Regions from separate parts of the Hordeum vulgare genome. Here all the other regions are linked to region 1. Evidence: chromatin contacts called from public Hi-C data. All regions are on one chromosome and are shown on one strand. The core of a region is the stretch at or near the end of the contact, and the rest is flanking DNA. Distances in the headings are between cores, read along the strand shown.

The links. Hi-C and Micro-C count contacts between places; a contact is called where the count stands out from the background.
Region 2: a contact with region 1 is called in a Hi-C map of leaf, with 3 times the contacts expected there. The contact joins the promoter of LOC123426661 here to the promoter of LOC123426660 in region 1. A contact is called at or near these places in 2 of 6 Hi-C or Micro-C datasets (leaf and seedling) and 1 of 1 datasets of contacts at active chromatin or transcription factors (embryo).
Region 3: a Hi-C map of seedling shows a contact between it and region 1, with 4 times the contacts expected there. The contact joins the promoter of LOC123430256 here to the promoter of LOC123426660 in region 1. A contact is called at or near these places in 2 of 6 Hi-C or Micro-C datasets (leaf and seedling).

Annotation. Positions count from the first base shown.
Region 1 is chr2H:462,114,264-462,117,783 of MorexV3_pseudomolecules_assembly, forward strand. LOC123426660 (glucan endo-1,3-beta-glucosidase 14-like) reads left to right here and starts at 1,995. Exons shown (of 4, transcript XM_045110526.1): 1 at 1,995-2,325. The coding sequence starts at 2,244. It overlaps LOC123430255 (ferredoxin-1-like), which reads left to right. Exons shown (of 2, transcript XM_045114130.1): 2 at 1-434. The coding sequence ends at 249.
Region 2 is chr2H:462,296,084-462,299,603 of MorexV3_pseudomolecules_assembly, forward strand. It overlaps LOC123426661, which reads left to right and starts at 1,998. Exons shown (of 1, transcript XM_045110529.1): 1 at 1,998-3,520. The coding sequence starts at 2,189. The coding sequence ends at 3,451. LOC123426662 reads left to right here. Exons shown (of 2, transcript XM_045110530.1): 1 at 1-314; 2 at 424-1,506. The coding sequence starts at 440. The coding sequence ends at 1,141.
Region 3 is chr2H:462,256,270-462,259,789 of MorexV3_pseudomolecules_assembly, forward strand. LOC123430256 (alpha carbonic anhydrase 1, chloroplastic-like) reads left to right here and starts at 1,770. Exons shown (of 7, transcript XM_045114132.1): 1 at 1,770-1,892; 2 at 2,034-2,106; 3 at 2,234-2,330; 4 at 2,423-2,631; 5 at 2,765-2,974; 6 at 3,057-3,239; 7 at 3,347-3,520. The coding sequence starts at 2,240. The coding sequence ends at 3,499.

The DNA of each region.
Region 1 (3,520 bases), core at 745-3,244:
GTGATCGAGGTGCCGGAGGACAGCTACATCCTGGACGCGGCCGAGGAGGCCGGCGTGGAGCTGCCCTACTCGTGCCGCGCCGGCGCGTGCTCCACCTGCGCCGGCAAGGTCCTGGAGGGCGGCGTGGACCAGTCGGACCAGTCGTTCCTCGACGACGCGCAGGTCGGCGCCGGCTACGCGCTCACCTGCGTCGCTTACCCCACCTCCGACCTCGTCATCGAGACGCACAAGGAGTCCGACCTATACTAGCAGCAGCAGCAGCAGCAAAGTCAATTCGCCTGGCTAGCAGCACTAGTTTCGTTCGATCTTTGACGATGCTGTGATGTGTGATCCGATCTGCCTGGCTGCATATGTAGCTGTCGCTGAATCCTAGCTAAATTTTATTCTCTCTTCATCGCCGTCTACCTTAACCTGAGCAAGTGCATTTATTTTTTTGTCCTTGTCTCTACGTTCTCATGTGCATGTCTCGGAATCTGTCGAGCCCATCTCGACGTCGACGGCCGTGGGTGTTGCCGTGGCGCGTCAATCGGTTTCAGGTTCGCCGCCGCTCTCGCCCCGTCCATGAACAAAAACGGATGAATATCCCCCAGAGCGTTGTGCCGCGCGCATTGCATTCTTTTTGTTACCGCGGCAGCAACATCCCATTATCTCGATGCTTTGGTGCACAAAGGGGTGTCGCTTGACTCGGGGGTAAAGTAAGTATACATACGTAACATAGCACCACCGCCACCAAGACATGGATCTCTTTTTTGCAACTCAGGAAGACATATGGATCTCGACAGCGCGAGGAGATGCCCAAGAGATGGGGTTTTGCGCTTTTTCCAAACTCCGAATTTGATGCGATCTTTGCCGGTATATGTTGGTTGGTCTGGTGTATAAAAATTCAAAAGACCTTTCGCAAATTGGTGCGAGGAAAAGAGGTGGTGCGTTAGGGTCGGCGTGTCCAGAACTGATTCGCGCGTACCCGTACTGGATATCCCATCGGCGTTAGGTGCGGCAGCGGCACTGTGGCCGAGCAAGCGACTGGGTGTCTGGCTGTCCCAGGGTCATGGGGGAGCGGCAGCGCAGACAAAAGTTGAGGAAACAAAAGACGACGAAGTGAACTGGCTCAAGGACGATTTGTAGCGTAAAGATGCCGAAACAAAGGCGGCAAATGGAAGGAAAAAGGAATCGCCGATCACGATGTTGCTCTTGCTCGCATGCCATGCATGTTAGCGTATCGAATTATTGTTGTCCCGAAGGAATCATAGGATCCTGGGTCGTGGGTCTGAGCTAATGCGCCGAATTGCACAGCCTCGCGCGGCGCCTGTGGGCCGTCGTGTTAACGGAAACAAGATTGGAGGTTCTGCTGAAGGAATCGCTACGACTGTGTGTGGCAATGTCGCAGGTGGCCCGTGACCGGAATGCGGCGAGGCACACGGCGGGCGGGCGGGCCCGGTCCACGTGCCGCCGAGTCGGAGCGGCGTCACGCGCAGCGGTGTCGCGCGCACCCAGCCGGATCGCGTCGACGGCCACCGCCCCCATCACCGCGCACCGACGCATTCCCGTGGTCCAACCTCCGTCGACTAAACCAACCAGCCTTGCTTCCCGTTTGGGAGAAACCGTCCATCCTCGGGCGTCCAGTACAAAATGCATGCATGTACTCCTTTGTGTGTGGCCTTCAACCTGCAGCGTGGTTCGTGCCGCGGGCGTCTTCTATTTTCGTCCGAGGAAGCTCCCATCTCACCAGCCGGAGAGGCACGGAATGACGGGGGAGGAATGCGGGTACCAACTCAACTAACCTGAGGGCGCACGCGTCGGATCCCGTCCCGAACATGGAATGGTCGGCGCGGCGGAGATGCCTGCAGCTGCAGGTCGACACGCGTCGACGGCGCACATGCACATGGACCGGCCGACCCACGCGCGCACTCGTTTCCGTTTCAAGCCCTTCCCGCCGGGCTCTGCCTCCCTCCTCGCGCCTTCCTGCATACTACAAAACCCCAGGCAAGCACACGCGACGCGGCCTAGCAAACGGCTGTAACTGTCGTCGCTCGTCACCGTGCCCGCCCCTTGATAAATATCCTCAAACACCACCCCAAGCCCAAAAAAACGCAGGGCAGCCAGCGGCAGGCACACTCCGTCCACACAACACACGCGAGCGAGCGAGCGAGCGTCCCAAGGTCAAGCATTCCCCCGGGCCCGGTGCCTGGCCAGAATTGGAGCTTGAAACTAGGCAGCGTCCACGCTCGTCCGGTAATCCGGCCATGGCCGTGGCGGAGCCGTCGAGAACAGGGTCGCCGCCTCGCTTCCTCCTCCTCGTCTTCGTCCTCCTTCTCACGGCCACAGGTGAGCGCCGTGCAACTTTGTGACTATCCGCGCGTATTATTCACACTCCGCTGTTGCACATCCAGGACGTCTGTCAGTACAGACTACAACAGAGGGTTTTGAGGGGCATTAGTATTACTGAGGGCTGAATTAGAGATTGTATGAACTCGGGTACATGATCATCGCATGAAGCTCCAAAGGGCCTTAGAATCGATTGGTGGCTGACCGACCCCGTAGAGCTTAACAGGTTTTGATTTGGGCTCACACTCAAAGAACACGATCGTTTATTCTCCTCGTAAATGCCTTGCACGCCATTGTTGCTGCACTGTAGTGTTTGCCTGTGCTTTCTGAATTTCCATTGTCATCTGTCAAACTTATTACACCACATCATTTTTTTTTTTGCGGAAGATTATATTACACCACATCATTGACCATGGAGTGAGGCGGTCTTTTCATTTATTGTTTTCCTCTGGACAGAGTTTCTGCCTGGTCGATATCTGATACGTTAATCTTATTTTAATTCATCTCCGAAGGCAATCTTTGCTCTCTTGTTTAGTCCCACAAAGTTTTCTCAAGCTCCCCAATGTAAAATTCAATCTTGGCTTGGTCAATGTAAAAAGTTTTTTTTGTGTGTGTGCGCATCTAGGCTACCTGATTACCCTTAAGTAACAGCATGAGCATGACATGACGATCTAGCTATTGATAGTGGTTGTTAGGTGTACTTGCGGAGATTATCTTATCTCGACTACGTTTTAAACGAATATCCTAGCGAGGGCTCACATGGTCCCTCAAGGTGCTCCATGGCGTAAGGAAGGCTGCCCACTATACCACTAGCAGCATCTCCCAAATCCCAATACCAAATCCGAGCCATTCCGGCATTATTTTTCCTTTGCCTTTCTTCCCGAATTGACGTGGATCCGATCTGGTGCTGAGCTGCGATGACTTTCCCCGTAAAGTATGTCCGAAAGGGTGGCCAAGTGGCTTGCTGGTTACACTTCTTAGGCCCTGTTTGGAACCATAATAGATTATGATAATCTGGATTATGAACATAGATTATATAATCTGGTTTATAAAAATAATCCAGATGAGCATGTTTGGAGGCCAGATTATATAAACTATAAACCAGCTTTTAAATTGTACAATGACATGTTTGCCCTCTGTTCACAAGGAAAAATAGGAAAGTGGCGGTGGCACTGCGTAATTCTCTTGAAGTTTA
Region 2 (3,520 bases), core at 748-3,247, 180 kb after region 1:
TGCTCTTCACATTCTAGAAACTGAGTAGACGACCAATTCAGATGTGACCCGAAAACCATAATGCCGGCAGTACGTCACAGTCACACCTCTCGCCTAGCGGTTCCATTGGGCAACTTGAGGACACGAGAAAATCTACTTGCCGCAGAGCAGCTGACCTGCGCGCCGAAACACGCCATCAATTCCATCGAGCAAACTCCAAAACTTCCCCGGTAACCCGCACCTCACTGAGTGACCTCCCATCCCAACGGCACTCGGCTCGGCAGTCGCCACCATCGCTGCGCTACGAGCAATGCTACATCTCGAAACCTCCACAGGTTCGGTGCCTCCCTTTTATACCAACCAAACCTCCGACTCCCAGTTCACAGTCATAGACATCTGATAGATACCAATCATTCACAAGTCACAGCTGTTGGCTGGCAGCAGGCAACAAGAGGCAAGGATGCCACAGCTCGATCTGGAGTCCCTCTTCTGCGTTGGCGGCGGGTCGAAGGTCGCCTGCGAGACCATCGCCTTCGACGTCGACGTCGCCAACGCCCACGAGGTGTCGCGCCGGACTATCTGGGCCTGGTCCGGCCTAACCGGCGCGGCGCTGGAGCGGGACGGGTCGACCAAGGGCAGCTCCAACCCCAAGACCGCTGCGGAAGAGGCTACGCGCAACAAGGGCGGGTCGAGGGCGCCGAGGAGGCTGGAGGCAATCGTCGTCGGCGTTCTGCCTGCCGGGAAGATGGTCGTCCAGCATCGGCGCTCCCCCGTTGTCGGCCGCCGCTTCGCAGGGGCCAGGGTCTTCGCGAGCGAGGCCGTGGGCACGGAGCCTGCGTCCCCGAAGGTGTCGTGCTTTGGGGCCGTGCGGTCCGAGATCCGCGCGGCGGCCCCTGCACCTGCGCCTGCGCCGCGCGGGGAGGAGGAGCGGGTCGAGGAGCGGAGCGGGTGCTGGGCGAGCGTCACCTCCGCGCTTCGTGGCTTGTTATGCGGCTCTGGCTCGGACAATCGTCCGGAAGGTGAACCGAAGGCCGCGGTGTCGGAGTCGCCGGCGGTGGCCGCTCCAGTCCTGTCGCCCCCGCGGCCGGTTCTGGGTCTTGGAGACGTGAAGCAAATTGCTTCGCGGCGGTGGCCGGATGGAGATGGCCGGTGCTTGGTTTGAATCTCTTGCGTGCTTCAGGAACGAGAAGCACGGGAACAGTTGTGTACACATCTTCACTTGTACACAGTCTTGCGTGCTTTGGTAGGCACGGGAACAGCTGTACGTTCACCGTCGCCGAGGCAGCAACCAGCAGCAGTCCTGTACGGTAGTACTAGTACTTGCGTGCTTGCGCCCGTGCTAACAAAACCAGCCTTTAATCTTCTCTCGTGCAATGCGTATGTCGTCTCTTTCTTTTGTACTGTACTCCAGCTAGCTACGCCTTCCATGTACAATTGTGAGAAATCGGTGTTTGACTTTTGTAGGTAGTTTCAGTTCACTCCAGCATATGCTCCCGAAAGCCGAAATGCATTTCCGGTTTCAGTTCACTCTTTTTTAAGGGGGCAATCTCACCACTCATTCACTAGTGGACGAAAAACAATATAGCTAGTGTATGACACTATAGTTGTAAAAGAAAGTTATCACACCCGGAAGAAAAAGGTACTACGAATGGTCAAAAGACGAACGTGACTGAAACGATGAAATAAATGCGCTTTTTGAAAAGAAGAAAAACTGAAAAATACAACTGAAAACTCTCAGACTTTATGGGCTCCCACACGAGATGAAATGAAATGGGAAACCAACCCAGTGATGAGGCAGGAGAGACCAGCCCAAGAAGGAGAGTGCGCGACTCAACGGATAGATACATGCTGACACGGGCCGCGCCACTTTTTTTCGGTTTGCGGACCCTCCTCTTCCCTTCTCTTCCTGGCGCGGGCACCAACCGTCTCCCCCTTCCCCGATTCGACCGTTGGAACGAGAGCACCGCACCGCACCGCACCGCACGAGGAAAGTAGTAAAAAGAAAAACTAAATCTGCAGCAACTGCACACACACACACACACACTTCACGACCGTTGCGCCACTACACCCTTCAAACACCACAAAGACTCCACGATCCTCTCTCTCTCTCTCGCCCACTGGTCAACAAAGCCAAAGAAGGAACGCCGTTAGAAAGAAGAGCGAGGAGTGCTTCTCCGTCGCCGTCGCCGTCGCCGTCGCCGCCGCGCCAATGGGGTGCATCTCGTCGAAGCTCCTCCCGCCCGGGCCAGGAGGCCGCAACGGCGCCGAGCGCGCCACCGTGCGAGGCCGCGTGGACCACGTCGTCTCCCTCACCTCCACCACCTACGGCGTCCTCGACCTGCAGATCAAGCACGGCGCCGCAGCTGGGGCCAAGGAGCTGCCGTTGCCGCAGGAGCAGGAGAAGCCGATAAGCCGGGAGTGGAAGCGCGCGCCCGCCAAGCGACCGCCGCCCCTCGTCGTCCCAGGCGCCAAGAAGCCGGCTCCGGCGCTCAAGCCGGAGTCCGGCATGGAGGTGATCAACGCGTGGGAGATCATGGCCGGGCTGGAGGACGCCGATTCGCCTGCCAAGAAGCCGGCCAAGCCCGGCCGCTGGTCTCCGGCCAGGGTCCTCGCCATGGCTCTGTCGTCGCCGAAGAGGTCTTCGGCGAAGCGGAGGAACACGCCGGGGAAGGAGAACAGCCCGCTGCAGCGTTGCTCCGGCAACAGCAAGCCCAGCGACGTCGCCGACGAGGACAGAATCCTCCGCCCGTACAACTCCATCGATAACTCCAAGCTGTCCAGGGCGTCCAAGAGATTCTCCCCGGGAAGCGCCCGGGTCGCCCGAAAGCCCACCGGGGCCGAGACCGGCGGCATGTCGTCGTCGCGCCGGAGCCTGAGCCCGCTGTTCGACCCGGAGCTCCTCGCGTCCATCGAGCGGGAGCTGTCGGAGGAAGGCGCGCACATCAAGCGGGTGATTGGGTCCGAGAAGCCCAAGCAGCCGAAGGTGATTCCGGCGATCGTGGCGGAGGGCAAGTGCCCGCCCGGCGGCGCGGACGCGGTCGTGCTCTACACCACCACCCTCCGCGGCATCCGCAGGACGTTCGAGGAGTGCAACGCGGTGCGCGCCGCGATCGAGGCCCACGACGTGAAGGTCATCGAGCGGGACGTGTCCATGGACTCGGGCTACCGGGAGGAGCTGCGGCTGCTGCTGGGCGGGCGGGAGCTGCGCGTGCCCGCGGTGTTCGTCCGGGGCAAGCACGTCGGCGGCGCCGCCGAGGTGACGAGGATGGAGGAGGAGGGCAAGCTCAAGGCCCTGCTCCAGGGGCTGCCGCGGGCGCGAGTCTGGTGCGCGGGCTGCGCCGGCGTCAGGTTCGTCATGTGCAGGGACTGCAACGGCAGCCGCAAGGTGCGCGTCGACGGCGAGCCGAAGGAGACGGTCCAGTGCGGCGAGTGCAACGAGAACGGCCTCGTCCGGTGCCCCATTTGCTCGTGATGAGGCGGCAGCTGTGGATTGGATTGGATTGTGACACTGGGTTGATTTGCTTGTCTACCCGTCTGGTGT
Region 3 (3,520 bases), core at 520-3,019, 140 kb after region 1:
CACCATTCTATGATCGACTTCTCCTGATGCCAGAGGTCCGCGTTCAAATGATGTAGGCCGAACTTCTGGATGATGAGTTTCCATAGCCGAATCGTGAACCGGCACTTGTAGAAGAGGTGTGCACCTGTCTCTAACTCCCTTTTACAGAGGGGGCAATACCCACAGTCTGTCCAGCCTCGTTTTTCAAGACAATCACCCGTCCAGATACGGTCTTGCAAAGCCAGTCAGCGAAGAACTTGACTTTAGGTGGTGCCCCAAGCCTTCCAGACCATGGTGTTCATGGGAGACAAATTCAGATCAAGGACTTGGGCCCGATAGGCCGAGCTTGCAGAGTAAACCCTGTCGTTAGCGTGCTTCCACACAATGTCGTCTTCTCTATGGTCGTCCAGAGTGATCTCGCTCATAAGCAACTAGAGGGTGAAGAATTGACAAATGTGTGCAGCTATGACGGTAAGGTCGTTGCCAATCTTGAGGATCCAGACATTTACAGCAAAAGCCTCACGGACCTTCCAGTTATTTCTCTTGGAGGCCTCGAAGATTAGAGGGGCGATGTCCTTGTGTTTCCTCCCCTGGAGCCAAGGGGAATCCCAGAAAGATGTTTTGGCACCATTTCCCAGCGAGATTGTCGTCGAGGCATAGAAGAAATCGAGGTCCTCCTCGGTACACGGGTTACCGAGACCGATACACAGTTTGTGTGGTTCCTTCCACTCATACCAGGGCCAACGAAGACGGAGAGCACGTGCAAACTTGTCAGTGTTAAGGACACCAAGGTCGCCATAATCCTTGGGGCGGCACAAAAGATCCCAGTTTACCTTGCACTTGGCTCTGGTAGTCTTGTTAGAACCTGACCAAAGAAAAGCCCTCTCAAGCTTGTTGAAGTTTTTCAGTATAGAAACAAGAACAATAAATGAAGTGATGGCAAACATCATTTAAAAGATGATGACAGATCTGATAAGGATGAACCAAGCTTCGAACTTAACGATCCGAATTGTCGAGCTCTCATTAAGCTCGCGAGCTACAAGCTTTGGGTTCAGCCCTATACGGCTATATGGAGTATCTCGTATATCCGCTGATCTATTGAGTCTGGAGGTATATAGACATTTTCTTTAGGGATGGTTATATGTTAGAGAATAGACATTGACGACCCGGAGGAAGGCACGTGCATCACATTTCTACACGTACATATGCATGTGTGACAAATCCAGGGAAAAATGACCGGGCCCGCGACACAGTGCGACAATTCAGAATAAACGGCCCTGGTGCCTTGCGCACCCGGCTTTGTCTGTCCCGCGTACATTGTTCTCACGAGGTGGTCACCGTTCTTCCCGCAAAAAAAAGAAAAAAAAAAGAGAGAGAGAGATGGTCACCGTTCAAAGAGCGCGGGAAAAACAGATGTCCTCCGGTGTATACACAACGTGGAGGACGTAGTGAGAATCATGGCCGAGCCTTAAGGGCGTGGAGGACGTGGCCCAACAATCTCTGAAGCACGACTCGTGCATGACTGCATGCATGCGCATGTACGTACGTGCCACCATTACCGCGGGGAGCACTATCCACCACCACCCCCCACGCCACCGTAACTCTCTGCATGCGATTTTCCCACACGAACCATTTCGCGGCAAAAAGGAGAAAACAAACGAAATACAAAGAGCGGTTGCAGAAGTGATGGGCCACATCACATCGTCAAGTGGCGTCGTGGCGACCTGACCTGACCTGCCTTGTGTATATATAGACGGCCCTGTGCGAAAAGACCAAGGAGAGTCGAGCTAGCCAGCGAGTAGCACCTTCACCGGCAGCGCGCGTTCTTGCTCGGGTCTCGTCTGGGAAGAAAGATTCCGGCACCGAGAGAGGTCGACGACTCGCCTTTTGGAAAGGCTTTGTGTTCTTCTGAGGTGACTGTGTGTGGCTATCGGCATCCCGCCCTACGACCTCATCTCGATCTCTCTGTCCGCATGATTACCCTCCTTTTTTACGCATGATCTTGTGATGGGTATAGCCGGGAATCGCCTCACCTTCCGTCTGTCTTTTTGCAGGACCTTGCATCTCCAGTAGATTGGGCACGTCCACTGTTCCCAGGACCAGAGCATCGCACTAGGCAAAGCAGAGGTAGGAGGAGCTCGGGCCGGCCAATGGCCATCACGGTGCCACAATTAAGCCCCATCTGTCTATACATCCGCCCCCTATTTATTTGCGCATTCTACCTGCGACCTAACTTCAAACCCACCCGTTGCAGGAGAAGATGGACGCTCGCGGCGGAGATGCATCGGCCATTGCTCTGCTGCTGCTGCTGCTGTGCGCTTGCTTTCTCACCACCCTTGCATGTGACGGCAGTACGTTAATTCTTCTTTCTAGCACCTTTGCAGTTCCGATTTTACTGTGTTTTTGATGTATGATATGCCCATCCATCCTTGATGCGTCGCAGATGGTGCGAAGTTTGGGTACAGCGGTTCTCTTGGCCCCGGGCACTGGGGGGGATTGGACCCCAACTTCACGCGCTGCGCCATGGGGACGTACCAGTCTCCGGTTGATATCAAGACCAGGGAGGTAGCTTACAACCCCATGTTGGGGCCTCTTCACAGGGACTACACCGCTGCGAATGCTACCCTCGTAGACAACATCTTCAACATCGCGGTAATTCTGCTATGAACCAGACGCTGCTTACCCCCCTTCTGCATTCCTCTTACTGCGTATGTAGTGTACATATTCAGATTTAGTATCTCATTGGTTCCACTGTGTTGTTGTCCTGTGTGATCGATCGATGCAGCTCCGATGCGAGGATGCTGCCGGGACGGTGCAGATCGACGGTGTCAAGTACAAGCTGGACAACATCCACTGGCACTCTCCTTCGGAGCACACCATCAACGGCGAGAGGTTTGCGGTGGAGCAGCACATGGTTCACTTCAGTGAGGACGGCAACATATCCGTTGTGTCGATCCTGTACCGGCTCGGCAGGCAAGACCCTTTTCTTATGCAGGTGAGTTTTGATCCTCATGACAAGTGAAACAATTAATGCCATTTGTATTTGACTGACCATTTGGTCTGTTGATGGATGGCAGCTGCAGGATAAGCTATCGGAGCTCTATGTGGAGGCCTGCAGGGCCGAGAAAGGTGCTCCCATCCCCGCCGGAGTCGTAAGCCTGTGGCCGCTGCGGAGTTACGCCAACATGTACTACCGGTACGTCGGGTCGCTGACCACGCCGCCGTGCACCGAGAACATCATCTGGAACATCCTCGGCAGGGTACGTCTGTCTCTCGCCTCCACAAAAGTTACTGCTGTGCTGAATCGCAGCGAGTGCTCTGACTTTCATTGCATGTCTGAACCCGAGGGAAACCTGCTGTGCTGCAGGTGAGGGAGATGACGATGGAGCAGGCCGCCGCCCTGATCGCGCCCCTGGAGGAAGGCTACAGGCGCAACAACAGGCCGACGCAGCCGCTCAACGGCCGCACCGTGCAGTTCTATGGCAGGTTCTGGAAGAAGAAGAGGAACGGGACGCCGTAAGCATGGTGGATGATGATGTCT